2 separate regions of the Hordeum vulgare genome follow, and region 2 is linked to region 1. A link is a contact called in public Hi-C data. All regions are on one chromosome and are shown on one strand. The core of a region is the stretch at or near the end of the contact, and the rest is flanking DNA. Distances in the headings are between cores, read along the strand shown.

Region 1 (2,700 bases), core at 11-2,510:
TTTCTAGTGAAATAGGTTTGTTTCGTATTTAGTGAAATATGTGCATTCCACATATGAAATTTGAAATGGTAAATTTTAAACGTGTTTGAAATGTATACAAGATTGGTCTAGTTCTAAAGGTCTTCACGCCAGGAGTTCAAATATATAAATTATTTCAGATACAACCTTATGGCTTAAAGTATATGAACGATTTAATTTAGCAAAGGTGCAATAAAAGGTTAGATTTATTGTGTGAGAGAAGACATTTTGAGCTGTCAACTTTGTGCCATGTCTGGCATGCATGCCATGTACTCCTTCCGTTTCTAAATATAAGTCTTTTAAGCGATTTCACTAAAGTACCATGCTGTATGTCCCTGTCCTCCAAACTGACCACCAGCTTCCATATCTGTACTCCTTAGTGTTGCCTCTCTGCAGGGAGAATTGCTCCGGTTAGGTTAACATAAGTACATAACTACTCCCTCCGTTCCTAAATATAAGTCTTTTAAGCAATTTCACTAAGGGTCTACATACGGAGCAAAATGATTGAATCTATACTCTAAAGTATGTCTATATACATCCGTATGTAGTCCACTAGTAAAATCTCTAAAAAGACTTATATTTAGAAACGGAGGGAGTAAAGGACAATAATGAAGTCCAAAACATTGTATTTCTTCACGTATAGCGGAAATTGCTTTCGAAGCTCGACCTCCATGATGGTTTTTAAATTTGAATTCCAAAAATTCATAAAAATTCATATTTTCTACATTTTAAAAAAAATTGATAAAAACATAGAGACAAGTGAGGGTGTAACACACATATGTGTAAATTTTCAGAGAAAATATGTTGAAATGAGGTTTGTACAAAAAAGATAAATTTAACGCTTTTTAACACATGATACTATTCATCGTCCTAGGCCATTAATTTATCTTTTTTATACAGATCGTATTTTAAGGTATTTCATCCTAAAAATTTACACACATAGACATAACATCCTTCTTTACTCGCATATTTTTCCAGATTATTTAAAATTGAGAATTTGAATTTTTTTGAAAATTTCGAGCTCCATGAAGCTCGGCCTCCAAACCTCCGTTCTCCCGGTATAGTTTTTATATAACAAAAAACTGAGAATAAAAAGTTAGCAACCACACGCATCTTAATGTCTAGATGAAGGGTAGATATGTTGCCCGTAGCTAACGTTAAACGGGCAGAACTACTTTCTGCCGCGAGAGGCCACCTACAACGCACGTACTACATGTGTCAAAGCATTGCCGTTCCATACCCACACTGGCATGGCCGACTGAGGCTAACCCGTCTGTGGCTGTGACGAGCGCGGCGAGATATAGCGAGGATAAGGGGACACTCACTTCCATTCCATTCCATTCGGCCATCTCATTCCGCATTCCGGTTTCCCCACGCGACGACGGCCACAGCTCCTCACCAACCTCCCCACTGAACCAAGCGCGCGCTCTCTCTCCGTCGATCGTATGGTGCCCATGGTCACCGAGGCGTGGACGCTCGCCGGGTGCGGCGGGGCGGCGGCGTCCAAGCCGGCCGCGGCGGCGCAGGAGGTGCCCGCGCTGCTGCATCCTGTCGCCAAGAAACCCACCTCGTTGAGAGGGGTGGCCGCGGCGAGCAGCGCAGGCCAGGACGCCGCCGTCGTCGTCGGGAGGCGCCGCGGCATCGCGTCGTCGTGCCTGCTGGCCGCGCTCGCGCTCGCCGGCGCCTCCTCCTCGGGCGACGCCGCGCGGGCCGCCATCCTGGAGGCCGACGACGACCTGGAGCTGCTGGAGCGCGTCAAGGAGGACAAGAAGAAGCGGCTCCAGAAGCAGGGGGTCATCAGCTCCTCCGCCGCCGAGACAGGTCGGTCAGCTTAAACTAGCCATGCCTTGTAGTAGTGCCTATCTGCGATGCTTTGCAAACTAGTGCTGGCAATTAATCCTTAACCACAGGGTACTTGCAGGAGCTGGTGTACAAGCTGAGCAAGGTGGGGCAGGCCATTGACAAGGACGACCTCGCCGCCGCCGGCGACGTCCTCGGCCCCGGCTCCGACGCGCCGTGGGTGCAGAACGTCAATGCAGCTTTCTCCAAGGCAAAACCCTTGTAACAAAAACACAGATACTTACACTTACACACAGAACTGTTTGACTGATTTCTATCACTGTATGTGCGCAACAGTTCAGCTCAAGCAGTGAGGAGAAGAGCGCGGTCGACAGCTTCAACTCCTCGCTGTCCTCCTTGTTCACATCAGGTATATATATACTTCATCAGTTTAGCTCTAGCACTGGAAGAATTAGGAAAAGGGGCTCTGAACAAGTGAACATCATCTCCGGTCCTTCAAAAACATTATCTTTTTCTGTTTTCATTCTTGTTGCAGTGAGCAAGAGCGACATTAACTCCTCCAAGTCGGCGTTCGTGTCGTCGGCCACGGCGCTGGAGAAATGGGTGGAGCTGGCCGGGCTCACCGGCAAGCTCAAAGGCTTCTGAATTTTCTGAGATGAGTGAATTGTTGGCTGACGAGTACATACCTACCGGAGATGGTGTTTTCCGCCTGAAATGCCTCCCTAGAGTCAAAGAGAATTGCAAGAATGCTCTGCCCATGATACTGATATACATGCGTTGATTCTATTGTAAGTTCGTAACCACGGCTTCGACGGAAGAATAATCTGTTAGAATCACAATTTCCTCTGTGCTCTGTTCCCCTTGTTGAGAAGTAAAAGACAC
Region 2 (2,700 bases), core at 78-2,577, 700 kb before region 1:
TTGTGTGTGTGTGTGTGTGCCTTAAAAAATGAATGATTCAGATTACCTTAGTCGGATGCGCCATGAACATAGCCACTTCAAGCCGCTTTGCAAGGTTCGTCATGTTTGGCATCATTCCAGGAGATGCACTCCTCTTTGCCATAATAATCTCTAATCTGGCAATGTTAAATTAGTGTTAGTTAACATCAATAGTTCAAGCTTGTGGTTCAAATGCAAATTCTCTGCAAAGAAGTTCTTTGGTTCGACTATCATCAACAACTAAACATGAGTTATTGCACCAGAACCAATCGAGAAGTGGATTTGGTAACAAGTAAAAGCTTACATCCTCTGAAGCATGGTTTTGCGCATGTTTACAAACTCAGGATCCGCAGCAGGGTGCCCCGAAGCGACCTGCCGCTGCTGCTGTTGCTGCAGCATCCCGTGACCACTGCCCGGATTCATCTGTGTGGTCTTCCCGGACAGGTTTGACAGCTGCCCCAAATTCATCTCGTCCACAAAATGGGCTTCAATTTGTCGCCGTCATCAGCCTCTGATGAACAGATGCGGCTGAACACAGCGGCCAAAATAACACCGCGTTAGCAAACTTTATCAGCAGCACAACGCACAGCAACGTAAAAAAGTACATAAACAAGGAGAGCAAGTTCCATCCAACTTCCAAAGCAAGACCCGGCCCATTTGATTCGCGCGCAGCAACACCACAGCCTCTGCCGCGCGATGCGGGCGGCAAAGGCAAAACTCATGGAGAATTAAACTGGCATAAGCAGCGCAAAGCTGCCCGTAGCACCAGACACGACGCCGCAATGCGAGCACTGCCACGCGGGGTCAACCGAGACGGGCACGGATCCCGCGCGCGATCGCCCGGGGGGAAAGAGAAATGCGAGGGGCCGAATCGAGCCGCCACGCAGCGCGCGAACCGGCGACCGACTAATCGAGCTACGCGGCGAGAGGATTCGATCGAGTAAACCTCGGTTCCGCCGATCGAGGGGCAGGATCCGCGCGGAGCAGAGCTCATTCTCCGTCGGAACGGCGAAAATCGACGGAGGGGCTAGGGCTTGCTTACCGTCGAAGGAAGAGGGAGTCGAGCCGGGGCCCGAATGGGATCCCCGCTTCCGCGCCGGCGCGGTCGAGCCGGGGCGGGGAGGAGGACGCGGCCGAGGGCTGGGCGGCGGGAGGGCGAAGGAGGGGTTCGGGGCCCCGTGCGGGCGAAGGAGGGAGCGCGAGAACTTGAGACGAGGGGCGAACGGGAGGGGGGGCTATGAGTCGGGGACGGGAACGGGAACGCGTGAGGCGAACGGGAACGGGAAGAGGACTGGAGCCGCGCTTTGTTGGTGGGCCAAAAGGAAAATCTATGTATGTATCTCCCGTTTCCTCCCAAATTCGGAAGCGTGGGGCCTCCGAGTCCCCAACGGATGAACATCTCCCCCCAAAATTCTCCCTCATGTTTCCTCCCAAATGGAGAGGCAGGCTTCTTGCTGCTTGGTTCTTTCTTTATATGTTGATTGGACCACTTCTTCTTGTTACGGTGATTTTCATCTCATCATTATCGCTTCGTGTCGTCGAAGACCGATCGCCTCTTACTGTAGTTGCTGACAAGTTGTTGATTGATCTTTTCTCTTTTGCGAATTCTTTATTTCCTAGGTGTTGCTTGGCTTGTTGATCTCAGAAATCGTGGTGGATAAGTTATTACCTAGCTTGTTGTTTTCGAAAGTAGTGGCGGCCACGTTATTACTTAACTTTTTTTCTTTTCTTTCAAGATGTTACTTGGTTTATCACTTTAAGAAGAAACGGTGGCGTAGCCGGATTGTAGAGCAAACAACATTGTAGAGGAGGTTGTGTACTAGTGCGTAAATACCACTACCTATTGAGAGCCAACATAATTATTTTGTTTGTGTATGGGAATAGGATGTGAGTTGGCCATGCTCATCTCCCTTGCTTCGCCAATGTTGAAAAGAATTATCTCATATAGACGGAAAACAGATGTCTACCTATGGACTAAGGGTATCTTGGCAGTCCCATAAAAAATGTTTTGTAATGATTTGAAGAAATGGACGAGACAAATATGAAAGGAACATGAAAAATACAAAATTGCTCATCATAGGTTCTTTACCTTCTCTCAAGGGTAAACAAGATGCTAACAAGCATCCTCATCATGGCTCTTTTTTTCTTTTGTGATGTGTACTCTTTGTATCCCGATTGTTACTTAGGCCTTCATTCGTTTGTATGAATGGTGGGGGCATTTCATATGATATAGAATTCTTGTAGATTTTTTTCTTTAGAGCCCTTTGATTTGCAAGAATGGATCCCTATTTCTATGTAGGATTCCTATACTTTACATTTCATAGAAAAAATATATTAGCACAAACCTGATGAAAAAAAATGCATCCTATGGATGAAATGACATCTCTTTTCCATATAGGAATTGAGATATCCTATTCTTATCCTTTGAACCTAAAAAACCCGACTTGTAGCTCTAAGAATCCATGGTGGATAAGTTATTACTTGCTTGTTACTCTTGAGAAGTTGTGGCGGACAAGTTATTACTTTGATAAGAAACAATGGCAGTGTCGTGTTGTGGAGAAAACATCTTTGCAAAGGAGGTTGCTTATTAGAGTGTAAACACTACTATGTATTGAGAGCAAACATCATAGTTTGTTTTGTATGTGGGAATAGGTGGCGGCCCAACCTTGCTCATTCCCATAG

The links. Hi-C and Micro-C count contacts between places; a contact is called where the count stands out from the background.
Region 2: a contact with region 1 is called in a Hi-C map of seedling, with 4 times the contacts expected there. The contact joins the promoter of LOC123412251 here to the promoter of LOC123407145 in region 1. A contact is called at or near these places in 2 of 6 Hi-C or Micro-C datasets (leaf and seedling).

What each region holds. Positions count from the first base shown.
Region 1 is chr7H:562,537,429-562,540,128 of MorexV3_pseudomolecules_assembly, reverse strand. It overlaps LOC123407145 (thylakoid lumenal 16.5 kDa protein, chloroplastic-like), which reads left to right and starts at 1,260. Exons shown (of 4, transcript XM_045100216.1): 1 at 1,260-1,839; 2 at 1,929-2,068; 3 at 2,155-2,227; 4 at 2,354-2,700. The coding sequence starts at 1,464. The coding sequence ends at 2,463.
Region 2 is chr7H:563,234,444-563,237,143 of MorexV3_pseudomolecules_assembly, reverse strand. It overlaps LOC123412251 (probable histone acetyltransferase HAC-like 1), which reads right to left and starts at 1,327. Exons shown (of 18, transcript XM_045105198.1): 1 at 1,061-1,327; 2 at 323-546; 3 at 47-155. The coding sequence starts at 486.